5 separate regions of the Mus musculus genome follow, and regions 2, 3, 4 and 5 are each linked to region 1. The links are chromatin contacts, called in public HiCAR-type, HiChIP or PLAC-seq and promoter capture Hi-C maps. All regions are on one chromosome and are shown on one strand. The core of a region is the stretch at or near the end of the contact, and the rest is flanking DNA. Distances in the headings are between cores, read along the strand shown. Region 1 holds the start of Pappa (pregnancy-associated plasma protein A). Region 2 has its middle 190 kb from the start of Gm23950. Region 3 overlaps Astn2 (astrotactin 2). Region 4 overlaps Astn2 (astrotactin 2). Region 5 has its middle 280 kb from the start of Pappa.

Region 1 (2,539 bases), core at 20-2,519:
TGGACAGGCTAGCAAAGAACTAATAAATTTAAACCACCATGGCTAACCCATTTTGACTTATTAAACACTCGAGGGAAAGAGAGCTGTTTTGCCATAAGGGGGAGCTTTTGAGTTCCATAAAGAGGGGGAAAGGAATGAATATATATATATATATATTTCAGTTCAAAACGTAGAGCCACAGGGGCAGCAGACTGTTACCTGCTTACCTGTGCTTGGCCAACATTAGGAGAACTTGGATTGTTTTTAAGCTGAAATTGGGTAAATTCATATTTTCCTACCATTTATATTCAACAAAAAGTATATCTAACAGTCAACTGAATGATGTAGGATTGTTCAGGGGCAATGATGGGGGACATAGCACTGGTCCACTGTATCTCCAAGGGAGATGCCCTGCAAACAGTTCTCTGATGCTCTGTTCAATCTATACGGATTTGGGAATTGACTTTGGTATGCTGAAGCGCGAAGGTTAGCATTGGGGTCTCAGGGAAGAGAGAACCAACTTACTACAGTATAACTTTAAGAAAATGTGGTGAGAGGAGAAGGAGAAAGGCAAAAGAGACAGAGAGAGCAAGGAGGAGAAAAATGGGAGAGGGAGGTGAAGGGAGGGGGACAGAGAACAAGAAGAAAAGTGGGAGAATGAAAGAAAGAGGGAGGGAGGCAGAGAAGATGAAAAAGAATCTGAAAATCAAGTTTCAACGCTTTGTGTATTGTGAAAAGAGAGACATGTAACAGCAAAGGGCAAATGAGACCCTGAAAGACAGATTTTTCTCTCCCGCCACGAGGCAAAATAAAAAATAAAAATAAGGGGCGGGGGTAAAGGGAGCAAAGCAAAACAAAACAAACCAGAACGTGTGTTTTGAGTCGGAATGCGAAGAGCAGGGAGGACCGTAAGGGGGTGTGTACAGAATTTCATTAAATTGTTACTTTAAGATTGTCTTCTTAAAAACAGAAGAAGTAGAAGAAGAAAGAGGGGGTGGAGAAGCTGAACCGAAGGAAAGGAGACAAACGGCAAAGTAGAGGAAGGCTGGGTGGATCGGCCTCTCCAAACCGATTGATTGGTCATGATCCCCGCAGTTTGAACAGGGACTCATTCAATTGGGAAGGTGGAGTGCTGGCGAACAGATTAGCACACGCTTGTTTACTCGTCTTCTAAGGGATTTTTTCCCCCTCTTTCCTTTCATTTCGTGAAGAAGGAGGGAGGGGAGGGGGCGGGGGGGAGAAGGGGGCTGTGGCTTGTGTTATAAAGGACGCAAAAAATAAATAAATGAGAGCATCTTGGGGGGAGGGAGGGAATTCAGCCGACCAGTGTGTTAGAGGAGATTTTTTTTAAGAGCTAGAAATATATAAAATAAAATGAAATAAAACAAGGAGGAAGGCATCCAGCTGTTAGAAGGGGGGATAAGGCAGATAAAGGAGCGGGGAGAGAAATTAATTGCCAACCAGGAGGAGTTGGACTGTATTTTTGAAAGGTGGGGGGAGTGGAGCACACACCTTGAGGAGGAAAGCGAGAAAGAAAAGAAAAAAGCAAGTGGAAGGGGGGCTCGCACGAGAAAGGAGGCAAATAGTAGTGCGAGCTAAAGCTGGCAGCTCCGGGCGGCGGTGCAGGGGCGCAGGGGGGGCGGGGGGGACCGTCGGACATGCGGCTCTGGAGTTGGGTGCTGCGCCTGGGGCTGCTGAGCGCCGCGCTGGGCTGCGGGCTGGCCGAGCGCCCCCGCCGGGTCCGAAGAGACCCTCGGGCCGTGCGCCCCCCGCGCCCCGCCGCTGGACCGGCCACCTGCGCCACCCGGGCGGCCCGCGGTCGCCGCGCCTCGCCGCCGCCGCCTCCGGGCGGTGCCTGGGAAGCCGTGCGCGTCCCCCGGCGGCGGCAGCAGCGGGCGGCGAGGGGCGCCGAGGAGCCGAGCCCGCCTAGCCGGGCGCTCTATTTCAGCGGGCGAGGGGAGCAGCTGCGCCTCCGGGCCGACCTGGAGCTACCCCGCGACGCCTTTACACTGCAAGTGTGGCTGCGAGCCGAGGGTGGCCAGAAGTCTCCAGCAGTGATCACAGGTAAGGAGAAAGGGGTCCCCCCTGTCTGGCGGACCACCCTGCGGGTCTCTGCAGGCCCCTCCTGGGTTCTTGCGGATGTCTGGGGTGCAGGTGGCGGGTGGGTCTGCGGGAGCCGTCCCGGGAGCAGCACAGGGAGTAAGGAAGAGAGACTCTCTTTAACCCATCTGCGGAATGGGCGCGCTGAGAAAGGATGCTGCCCGGCCTCTGGGGAGCTGCACTCGGGAGCTCCTCGCCGGTCCAAGACCAGGAGCTAGGGATATAGCTGATCCCCCGGGAACCCAGAATACTTAAGTGGTGCTGGGGATGTACAGAGAGACTCTGTCCGGGTATGGGAGAAAAGGGTACAGGACCCAGATGGGTTGCGTGTGAAAGAAGTGTAGGAAACGGTTCATTTCTCTTTACTTTTCCATAGACGCAATTCTCCAGTAGCCTGGCTACCCTCAAAGTAGGCATGGGGCAGGTAGTTTTGATTGCCAGACTTAGAAGTCCTATAACT
Region 2 (2,539 bases), core at 13-2,512, 490 kb before region 1:
CAAAAAGATACAAACCAACCGTCAGGAACATTATAATTTCTAATGATGGTAAGGAAGGAAAGGGCAGCAGAGTAAGAAACTGATGCAAAATTAGTGTTTGTGTGACTGGGCAGTCAGAGAAGCCCTGTAGAGGTCAAGAAGTTTGAGCTGAAAAGGGTCCAAGCAAGAAGGACATAACCACTCAGTGTATTAGAGGCAGAGCTTCTCAACACATTCAAGGAAAAGCTCAGGAAATGCCTTGAACTGACATATGTATGTGATCACAGCATCGATGCCATGTGTGTGGGACTGAGCGACGTACTAGAGAGATCACTGTACAATGACTGAAGTGGAGAAATACCAGGTCACTTATAGCATCATTAGACATGCTGAGGAGTTTGAAACCCAGTGACTTGAAGGTTTTAGAAAAGAAATGGAATGTGATTCCTTTAGAAGATAAATGTTTTTGAAAGTCATCTTTAACCATTTTGGGGATTAGGTTAGAAAGCTGATAAGGAAAGTGTTAGAGAGAAGGCTTCCTGAGAGCTAAGGATGCTTTAAGTCTGAGTGATATTAACATTGATAAAACTGGAAGGGAGAAAAGAGGACAAAATATCGAAGAGGCAGTGGTTACTAGTGAACTGAATATGGCAGGGCTAAATGAAACAGAAATTAACATTTACTTTGTTCAGAGCAATTAGGTGAATACCACAGTGAAGACATCACATAGGGTAGGGAACTGGAGAAGGAAGGAGGTATGAGTGTTATCTTCCCTCTGATTAATCAGGAATATTGCCTATCATTTGAAAATGTCAGTATTTTTCATTTTGCAAAAAAGGCATAGTTTTGCATATTTTACTCCACTAAGCACTCTTCTATTTCCAAACAGAACCAGGATGGACACAGAGTGAGCCTTAAATCGGATTATTGCTTAAAGTATGACAGTAAGGCAGGGCTATGTTGCCAGAAACATTGGGGTTTATGACCATAGCACCAAATGCATGTAATGACCCTGCAGAGGACATATTGTTTCAACTTTACAGAAAAGCCAACTAATGCCAAAGCAGAGCAAAATTAGCCACCCAAGGAATCTGTGACATCTAATGATGTGCTACTCATGAAAGCCATCTACCCGAGGTACCTGTGACCTGTAGGGATGTGCTAATCATGAAAGCCGGGATCCTGACTTCCTGGGATCCTGGTTCCAGGGCTTGTTAATATAGTCACAAACCTGGAAGCATGGCCTATGCATAAACCCCAGAGGATTTTTTTCTCCATAGTTTTACAGTGGCCAGACTCTGACTCATGGAGGGAGAATCAGTGTCCTCATTATGTAGCAAATTCCATGAGCACACACCAAGTGTTGTTTTCTCTAAAAGACTTAAAGTAGCTTCCTCTCTGTCTCCTTCAATCAACACTTGCAGAACTGTGCTCAGGTTAAGGGAGTTCTGCTTGGTTTTTGTATAGACTCTTTGATATGCCCAAACTTCAATGGTTTTTGTTCAATCCCTGGAACCTCAGGCACAGCCAACCCACATGTGGTGGGAAGTGAGGGGAGAGGGAAAGAGGAATGTGAGGGAGACACAAACACAGCACAATGTTTTCTTTCTGAGAAACTTCATCAAGGCTCCAGTTCCAGTGACCTCACCTTTAAGCAATGCCAGCTCCTTTGCTTTAAATCAAAGTTGACTTGTGGTGGTGGTTCACATATTTGGAGACTTACAAGCCTACTGCTTCTGATGTTGCAAAGGGAAATCCTGAGGGCTAATATCTGGCCTTTAAGATCACAGTGGCTGATGATCTTGATATCTTCCATGTTTCACACTGAGACACAGAGGAAAGGTTTGCATGGAAGATGAAACTGTAGATGTGGCAAGCAACATTGAAACTGGGGCATTTAAGGGCATGCATCAGTGAGTGGACAGTCTGCATTCCCTTTCCTATGTATTAAAACTAAATCATAATAACAGGCTCTTTATTTAACTTCCTACTGTAATTCTTGCACCCTGAATTTACATGGTTTCCAAAAGTACTTTATATAAATTTCCTACCCAAATCCTTCCAAGTCTTATTCATCTCAAATAGAACATAATCCATGTATTGTTTGTAGTTGGATCATTTGTAGTCTGATCTCTGGCTATATCCATTATCGATTTCATGGCTACTTCTAGTGCTCATCTCTGAGCAAACGATTCTTACATCCTTGCTATTCCTGAAACCTATCCGACACTCTCAGATTCATGGTTACTAGTGTTGCTCTCTTCTTTAAGCAAACAAAAGGCTCTTTACACTAGAATATTAAAGCTTGTTTATTCATAGTTTTTAAAGTGTTTTCCCTCAAATACCCTCATATTCATGGATAAGAGTATTTCTCTAAGACATAGAAATTCTTCAAATCAGATTGGAGTATGTAAGACCATGAGACTGACTCAATTTTAAAAGAAAAAGACAGAGAGAGAGAGAGAGAGAGAGGAAGAAAGAAAGAAAGAAAGAAAGAAAGAAAGAAAGAAAGAAAGAAAGAAAGAGAAAGAAAGAACATGGTGATTAATTGTTTGTGTAT
Region 3 (2,539 bases), core at 29-2,528, 350 kb after region 1:
CCTGTAGGCATTAGCTTCTATGTGTGGTGCATTCTCTCTGGAGGCCTGCTGGCAGCATCTGTGGGAGGCATGCACTCCTGACTCACACACCTCCCCTCAGCTCCCCCACCCCCTTGCACGCTGCCCACCTGTCTCTGGTCTTGCTTCTGGCAGCCCCACTTTGTCTCCAAGAAGAGCAGCAAACCTGCGTCCTTAGGTGCTCTCCTCTGAGCTCCCCAACTCCAGGATGCAGCCAACAAAAGCCAAAGAACTCTTGTTTGTTTTCTAAGCCAGAGCCAGCAGTGATTCCCGGAAGGCCCTGCCTGGCTTAATGGGGCTGTGTTTGGGGCTCTCCTCTAACGCCAGGCCCTGGCAGAGGCAGGAGGCTGCTCTCCTGAGGCCCTGGCATTTGCTTAAGGTGATTCAGATGTGGGGCCAAGGGGACAGAGATGGCAAGAGGATTGGTTCTAGTTCTGTCCACACTGACTCATTCTGGATATGACCCTTTACCTCTTTTGGGCCGCAGTGTCCTTGTCTCTTTGCCCTTAACAAAAGGCAGCTGTTTGTAAAGGGATGCTTCTTTACCTTAATATATAGGATAATCAGCTGAGGGAGCTTTAAAAAAATATCCTACAGCCTGGGACACTCTCCGGAAAGTTCTCATCAAATTGGTCTGGTATGGGGAGGCAGGGTATTCAGACATTATAACAACTTTAGAGGAGTTTTAGTAAGCAGCTAAACGCTGAGATCCCTATGAACGATCCCATTTAAAAATCCATTTTTAAAAGTACAGTTGGAATAGACAATGCTGGGAGAAATGCTGATGGGCCCTTGTCTTTGTAACACCTTTGAATCACACTATTTTCCTGGGGAATTGGAGGAATTAAGGCACAAAGGAAATGAGTTTGAAAGGACCTAGACACCCCCTGATGTTCTAAGTAGGTCTCCTGAATCACACTGCCAATAAGAAAACATGGAAAAGAAAAGGTTTCAAAGGAATAACAGAATGATGTAGGGAAAAAAGGAAAAGTAGAGTAAAAGAAACCAAACGACACCAAGCAGAAGAAAGCAAAAGAAAATGGGAAATAAGGGGAGGGAGGGTAAGGGTACAGGAGGAAGGGGGGATGGAACCCACAGCAGGGGCATGAATAGCTCAGATCATTCCCAGCGAGACAAGGCAGCATTGAACCACACTTGGCTGTACAGGCAGTTTTCAGATAGTGAAAGCAAGGGAGAACTTCCATCCCAACTGGGGCCCCAAGCTTAGAGCTGGAGCCCGTGCCTGCGCCTGCGCTTGTGTGGGGGCAGTCTGACTCACAGCTGCTGCCTCGCCCTGTGTCCAGCTTCTTGCTCAATCCAGGCAGCAGGAGGGAGAGATGCCCTTTTTCAAGATGACTCCTGCAGCGAGGGCCCTGTGACCTTTCCAAAGTTGTGTGGCTAGGAGTAGAAACAAGATCAGGAGACCCCATAATCCTGCCCTGGCAAACAACTGAACAGTTCATAAAGAGGCCGGTGCTTGTCTGCCTTCAGGCCTTTGTTTTAATCCCATCTCTACTGTAGTCTCCTCCCTGGGACACCTTACCTAACATGGCATTCAAATCTTGCTGTAGTATCTCTGTGGTAATTATTTACATTAGTTTTTACACGTCCTGTAATGTCATGTGCTTGTGCTATCTGAATAGAGACTCCCTAACTCCCACCTTTGCTTATCATGTGGCTAATTACCCTACACAACTGGACCTATAGACATCATTCACACACACACACACACACACACACACACACACACACACACACACACACGGGGGTCGGGGGGAAGAAGAGAGGCAGGGACAGACAGACACAGGCAGAGACACACACATAAACAGAGAAAGAGACAGAGACAAAGACAGAGAGAGACAAAGACAGAGACAGAGACAGAGAGACAGAGACAGACAGAGACAGAGAGAATGAGAGAGAATAAACCAGTTAGGGCTAGTCCCAAAAAATCCTGATTGAGTAACTTTGGAGTCAGCACAGTCATCTCCATTATTAACATGCTCCCCATGATGATGCAGATATAAATGGACCACACACTGCAAAACACTTTGGTACTTTAACCTAAATCGGCTTTCTTTCACTCCAACCTCATGTATTCCCCCCCCCCATTCATGTTTTACTGAAAACACAGGATAAATTGATCCCCTCTTCTTTGCTCTACCATCACCAATAATTTCTACTTAATATTTCATGTGGTCTCTGATTAGAAGGATCAACTTTGTCTTCCATAAAACCAACCCTTGTCTATGAGCTCCATCTCTTTGAAGTCCTCCCTGCTCTTGACTCTTCTGGGATTTAGTTCTTATAGCGTGCTATGCTATCTCTTTGCCTCTGGAATTGCTTCCTCTTATTCTCTTGTCAATTTGGGGCAATGTCCATGAATCCATGTTTCACCCTTTGTCCATTCTCCTGCAGCAGCATCTACATGAGGATACTCTTAACAACAAAGTTCTAAGGATTCTGCTCCTCACTAACTGCCCATCCCCACCACGGCCCTTCTACTTTAGTTCTCACTTCTCCC
Region 4 (2,539 bases), core at 25-2,524, 300 kb after region 1:
TAGTTATTGGGAACTTGGCCTTGGGAGCCAGTCTGCTGAGTTCAAATCCTAGCTCTGATACTGACCTTTTTCAAGTGTTTTTACATTCTGGGGTTGAATTTTCTCATTTATGAACTGGCAATGATGTCCACATTGAAAGGTCTAGGTAAGGCTAACTTGTGGGAAGAATTTGGAATGGTGTCTAGTGTGTGGAAAGGACATTTTACAAACTTGCATTTCAAACTGTTAATTCTTTTCCTGGGAATCCATAACGACACTAATATGAAATAGAAGCATAATGTCTTGTTTACGGATAAAAATATACCAGAGAAGAACCAGGGGAGATAAAAGAGAAAATTGGGGGTGAAGTCTTGTGGTATAGGCCTAGAACCCGAGTTACTCAGAAGCTGAGGCAGGGGGATAGAAAGTTCACAATATGTTATAGATTGTGTTAAATGCCAGTCTGGACTACTTGAGGAAATACTATTTAAAAAACAAATAAACACAACAAAAAGAGGCTAGCTTAGTAGTTGGGTGTTCCTTGGTCATGAATAAGGCCCTGGGTTCAGTCCTCAGTACCATAATTAAATGAAAAGTCTCAAAATCACACACACACACACACACACACACACACACACAGAGAGAGACAGAGAGACAGAGACAGAGAGACAGACAGAGACAGAGACAGAGAGACACAGAGAGAGACAGAGAGAAGCACAGAAGTCCAGTTTGTTGGTCTACAAAGGGCTAGGAGCAACACACTTCACACTAGCAAAGTTACTTTTGAGACACCACGGGGCCTTGTTCCTTTGGCCTGCCATTGGCTATCTAGATGTTTACCAGGGTACTGAGATTCCTGGAAAATGTTATGATGCTAAGACAGATAATATGGAAAATTTCACAAGATTAAAGCTAAGACAAACACAAAACAAGCCTGTGGGTACCACCTCTACTTTCTTTTCCCTGAGGATATTTTTTGTGGATTTCATACCCATCAAGAAACCAGAAAACCTCCTGTTTATTTCTCCTGTGGCTTCTGAGTGGCTTCCTTACTCTGAGCAGTGCCTCTTCAACCTGTTATGGGGCTTAGATATGATTGAGAAAGAGCAATTTAAGCATACTAATTTCATGGCCTATGATAAGGGTGAGAGGACTTGCATACAGCCCTGGGAAGTTAGACCTCTAGCCCACTCACCCACAACCTGCCCACTGGCAGGACAGCTCCCAGAGCCTTCTGGGCTTGTCCTAATCTGTGAATGTTTCCGAGAAAGAACTACTCACTTCTCCTTTTTCTGGCTAGAGAACCTGATGAAATTCCCTGTAAACAGGGCCTCTCCCTCCCCTTTGCACTGGCCTTGCACATGCTAATGCAAATCACTCCTGACCCAGCCAGGGGTCTATGGGAAGGCTGCCAGGCGCTGGGGAACAAACACGCAAAGAATGTTATTTGATTTCTGGCATCCCAGGGAAAGAGGGCTGAGAGAGGGAAGTTGGGCAGTTAAAGAATGAACTGGGTGGAGAGAGGAAAGGAGACAGGATTATTATGAATGTATACAGGAAAGAAGAGTCATGAACACAGGAAGGAGTCCACATGAATAAAGGGCCTACTGGATGCCAGGAATTGCTATCTGAAACTTTTGACTTACATTGTACGTGTGGGTTTTTTTAAAGTACAATGCATTATTCCTGTTTAACAAATGAAAGCTTAATGCTTTTAATTTTTTTTAATATTTATTTTTTGCTTAAGCCCTGTTTGTTTGCTGCAGGGTCTAATTCTCAGCGCAGAAAGGCCTGACTAGTAGCAATCTGGACTGGGCCTCATTTGTTTTACATTTGTTATTGTCAAGTGGTGGAGCCAAGATTCAAACCCAGAATTTTAATGTTCAAATCTTGACCCTGAACATCTTCACAAGGCTTCGTGATTAGTTATTCTTTGTCATACTTCCAAAGGAAACTCTGACCACCTCTATCCCACATCTTGTGATTCCCACCATCTGTCTCTTGCCTTCCATCAGCTGACACAGATCTAGTGGCAGAGTAATTGCCTCTTATCAGAACTATTATAAACACACTTGGCTACTCTCCTCAGCATCAGTCATATACCACAGATATATCTCTCAGTCATATATCTCAGTCATATACCACAGATATATCTCTTAAATCCAAATCTCCCTTCTCGCTCTTGCCCAGAATCCACCACTGGTTCCCTAGCCTGCATCATAGGGCTTTATCCGAACTGCCTCTCCAACCTTGTTAATTATCTGCTTCTACTATCTTCAACTTTCTATCGTCTTCCACATGGAACTCTTTCAATATATCATCTCTTTCTGCAGCTGTTTCAACCATTTCTTCTACTGAGGAAGTAAACTTCCCTATTCTAAATGTTCAGTGCTACCAAAACCAAGCTCAAAGCCTCCTCTTCCAAGGACCACTAGATGACGAAGATTAGAGCTTCCCCAGAAGTCCCATGCTTTCACCTGGAACCAATCCTCCCTTGTTAATTATCTTGTTGCAAGTTTGACTCTAACACCAGATGAAGCTAATTCAGCAATAGCCATAG
Region 5 (2,539 bases), core at 17-2,516, 280 kb before region 1:
ACTCCTCTTTTTCAATCACAATCCATTTCTGTATTAATTCCAATGTTGATTTTCCTCTTTACTTCTGAATTATTATTATGTGTCCTAAACTAAAAGTTAAGCAATGATAACTGTATGCCATGTTATGGGTAGTTAATAAATACTTGCTGAAAGCATAAATAAGCAAATAAATTAATGATTAAATAAATAATGCATAAAAAGGTGAAGTATAAGAGTCACTACAAACATCTTACCTCTGTGAAACCACTCTGATGCCTCTATATATACTCCTCACACTTACCAGCCATCACATTTCCAGGAAAATCTGCATGAAAAGCTATGCACCAGTCTGTACACCTGAGCATGATGGAAAGAACTTAACACACTGAAATATGACAGGCACAGGAGAGGACATTGAGAAAGGTTGGATTTCTGGATTTCATCTTACTATACTTTCTTGGGTTTTAACAGACTTTAGTCACTTCCCAAGAGAACCACGGTTATGGATATCTTCACAAATGCTGTACACATAGTGAATGCAATGTAAATAATTGATATTTGGAAAGCTTCCAAAAATTAAAGTAACTGTAGAAAGTCTAAACCAACCTCACAAGTTGTTCTGTTCTTTTCTTGTCTCTTCTGCGCTGCCTGATTTTTATGTTACTATTTGTATTTTATTTAATTGCAATCTATCATATTCTTTACTATTCACATTTTCCAAGTGGTACTTTAAGCTAAAAACTATTAAGGTTTATGATAGAAGCAGGAAATAATTTGTGCCTTCAGTATCTTGTTACAAGAGACTATATGTAGAAAGGAAAAAAACAAAAAAACAAACAAACAAAAAAACAAGAACAATCTTCAAGCATTACCATGTCTATTCTATTTAACCTATTGCAATGCTCATATGTACAAAGAAGAATATCTTCCACAATGTCAAAATATGTTCTGGGTGAATGAAAAACATAAGCTCTGGTTAGAAAGATGAGTAAGACTTAGAAAAGATTACAAACATCTTTATTTGACACAGTCAGAATGGTACATGGAGGGTGATGGATGGTTAGAATATGGTGATATCTTCAAGAATTTGTGGTTAACATCATTTTCTAGCCTAAACAAAAGGAAAGGACCACTTCTTCTCAATGATTTGCCAGACATCCTTTGTTTTTTCAAAGTTTAATCAATCATATGAAGAAATAAGAGTAGGTGGAGAAATTGTGAGATCCATAGACAGTGAATAACTGTAAGAAAATAGCTTTTGACACTGTGCTGTAGCAATATGAGCTCTCTGCAGTTGCAACAGCATGCATGAGATCTGCACAAACTCAATCCAGACAGAATCACAGAGAGCAAGCAGAGTAGGGAACCTGAAGCAACATCACTAACCAAGGTAGTATTGGCAGTTGAGAGCTTCTGGGAGAGGGGACTAATTGTCTTTAAGGGTGTGACTCCTGGTAGGTCAACTACATTCTAGTGAAAGTCTTTTTGTAGAAAAAGAAGATAAAAATTTGGGTGGCTAGGGAAGGGGATCTGGGAGGAGTTGGAGGAGGGGCAGTGTATTTAAATAAAATATATTTCAAGGTTTGCACAAAATCAAATACAAATAGGAGAAAAAATAAAATTGGAAGTCCTATTATATACAATGGAAATATTTAGTTAAAGGAACTAATTCAAAATGGAAGGCATTCTTTATTACTCAGAATTTCCATGTATTTTGATTATAACTCCTCAATAATGCAATGTCCTTGAGTGTAGTGATGATATCTTAGTTGTTGTCCTAGCCATCATATACATATATTTCTGAAAACACTTTGCCATGTTTTAAACATTATTGCAAGAGAGAACTTATATGCTGAACATATAAAAAAACATGATGATTATTGCATGAACATGAAAGCGTTTCAGGATGCACGGGTAGTGGCTGATAGATATAGATGGAGACTTTGAAATCAAAACTAGAGATATCATCATTCTTCCCTTGGTGATTCATGGGACATGTAGGCAGAATATCAGTAAGAATGCAAGAAACTCAAACAACACTACTAATGAATTAGTTCCAACTGACATTTATAGAGCATGCCACCCAACCACAGCAAATTTATTCATGTATACTTGGTCTGTTTGCCAAGATAAACCATTTTCTCAACAACAAAAAAAGACCAATAAATTTAAAATGGTTGCAGGAGGTAAAAACAAGGACACACTGAACCCTTATCTCAAATATAAACTCATTATACTTGCATTATGTCATTAAAATTTTAAAATTAATATTGTAGGAGTTTAAATTGTTGTCCTATTAACTCACTGTGCAACTCCTGCCAAGATTCAATTTGTACTTTAAATGTAGATATCCCAAATATAAGTATATGTATTTAAGTAGATGTTTCTCTAAACCCTTTCCACTATTATTCATAAAAGCAATACCTATTATGCATGTGCATATTCAGCACACACATACACACAAAGAGAGAAAGATTTTTAAAATCTTAAATTAATTTTAAAGGAATCTGTCTTATTTATGGAATATTTGATGGTTTTCTTTTATATTTTATATTTTATT

What was found. Promoter capture Hi-C pulls out the DNA fragments that hold promoters and counts their contacts. HiCAR-type assays count read pairs that join an accessible place to other places. HiChIP or PLAC-seq counts read pairs in DNA pulled down with a chosen protein or histone mark.
Region 2: an H3K27ac HiChIP or PLAC-seq map of embryonic fibroblasts shows a contact between it and region 1, with 5 times the contacts expected there. The contact joins the enhancer-like site here to the promoter of Pappa in region 1. A contact is called at or near these places in 3 of 39 promoter capture datasets (the 3T3-L1 cell line and hippocampal neurons), 2 of 484 Hi-C or Micro-C datasets (adipose-derived mesenchymal stem cells and embryonic fibroblasts) and 2 of 115 datasets of contacts at active chromatin or transcription factors (craniofacial prominence and embryonic fibroblasts).
Region 3: an H3K27ac HiChIP or PLAC-seq map of the NIH/3T3 cell line shows a contact between it and region 1, with 5 times the contacts expected there. The contact joins the enhancer-like site here to the promoter of Pappa in region 1. A contact is called at or near these places in 15 of 39 promoter capture datasets (the 3T3-L1 cell line, 3T3-L1-derived adipocytes, the HPC-7 cell line and 10 more), 14 of 484 Hi-C or Micro-C datasets (3T3-L1-derived adipocytes, brown adipocytes, cerebral cortex and 9 more) and 15 of 115 datasets of contacts at active chromatin or transcription factors (the NIH/3T3 cell line, cardiomyocytes, craniofacial prominence and 12 more).
Region 4: a contact with region 1 is called in a HiCAR-type map of astrocytes, with 2.2 times the contacts expected there. The contact joins the enhancer-like site here to the promoter of Pappa in region 1. A contact is called at or near these places in 8 of 39 promoter capture datasets (the 3T3-L1 cell line, 3T3-L1-derived adipocytes, cranial neural crest and 3 more), 4 of 484 Hi-C or Micro-C datasets (Sertoli cells, neural progenitor cells, reprogramming fibroblasts and 1 more), 5 of 115 datasets of contacts at active chromatin or transcription factors (astrocytes, cardiomyocytes, embryonic forebrain and 2 more) and 1 of 9 other capture datasets (embryonic stem cells).
Region 5: a contact with region 1 is called in a promoter capture Hi-C map of the 3T3-L1 cell line, with 7 times the contacts expected there. The contact joins the enhancer-like site here to the promoter of Pappa in region 1. A contact is called at or near these places in 5 of 39 promoter capture datasets (the 3T3-L1 cell line, 3T3-L1-derived adipocytes, embryonic stem cells and 1 more), 1 of 15 datasets of contacts at CTCF or cohesin (the NIH/3T3 cell line), 11 of 484 Hi-C or Micro-C datasets (the C2C12 cell line, adipose-derived mesenchymal stem cells, brown adipocytes and 5 more) and 1 of 9 other capture datasets (embryonic stem cells).

The regions. Positions count from the first base shown.
Region 1 is chr4:65,122,905-65,125,443 of GRCm38.p6, forward strand. It overlaps Pappa (pregnancy-associated plasma protein A), which reads left to right and starts at 1,270. Exons shown (of 22, transcript NM_021362.1): 1 at 1,270-2,043. The coding sequence starts at 1,638.
Region 2 is chr4:64,634,164-64,636,702 of GRCm38.p6, forward strand. No RefSeq gene overlaps it. Among named protein-coding and RNA genes, the nearest start is that of Gm23950, 190 kb to the left of the region's middle. Within about 2 kb of position 1,263, at least 45 of the 459 cell types and tissues checked have an H3K27ac peak or open chromatin away from gene starts, as enhancers often do. A contact at or near this core is called in adipose-derived mesenchymal stem cells and embryonic fibroblasts, where this site is marked.
Region 3 is chr4:65,476,068-65,478,606 of GRCm38.p6, forward strand. The region is part of intron 19 of Astn2 (astrotactin 2); the gene reads right to left. Among named protein-coding and RNA genes, the nearest start is that of Trim32, 130 kb to the right of the region's middle. Within about 2 kb of position 1,279, at least 96 of the 459 cell types and tissues checked have an H3K27ac peak or open chromatin away from gene starts, as enhancers often do. A contact at or near this core is called in 3T3-L1-derived adipocytes, the NIH/3T3 cell line, brown adipocytes and 7 more, where this site is marked.
Region 4 is chr4:65,419,472-65,422,010 of GRCm38.p6, forward strand. The region is part of intron 20 of Astn2 (astrotactin 2); the gene reads right to left. Among named protein-coding and RNA genes, the nearest start is that of Trim32, 180 kb to the right of the region's middle. Within about 2 kb of position 1,275, at least 93 of the 459 cell types and tissues checked have an H3K27ac peak or open chromatin away from gene starts, as enhancers often do. A contact at or near this core is called in Sertoli cells, astrocytes, embryonic stem cells and 3 more, where this site is marked.
Region 5 is chr4:64,840,340-64,842,878 of GRCm38.p6, forward strand. No RefSeq gene overlaps it. Among named protein-coding and RNA genes, the nearest start is that of Pappa, 280 kb to the right of the region's middle. Within about 2 kb of position 1,267, at least 2 of the 459 cell types and tissues checked have an H3K27ac peak or open chromatin away from gene starts, as enhancers often do.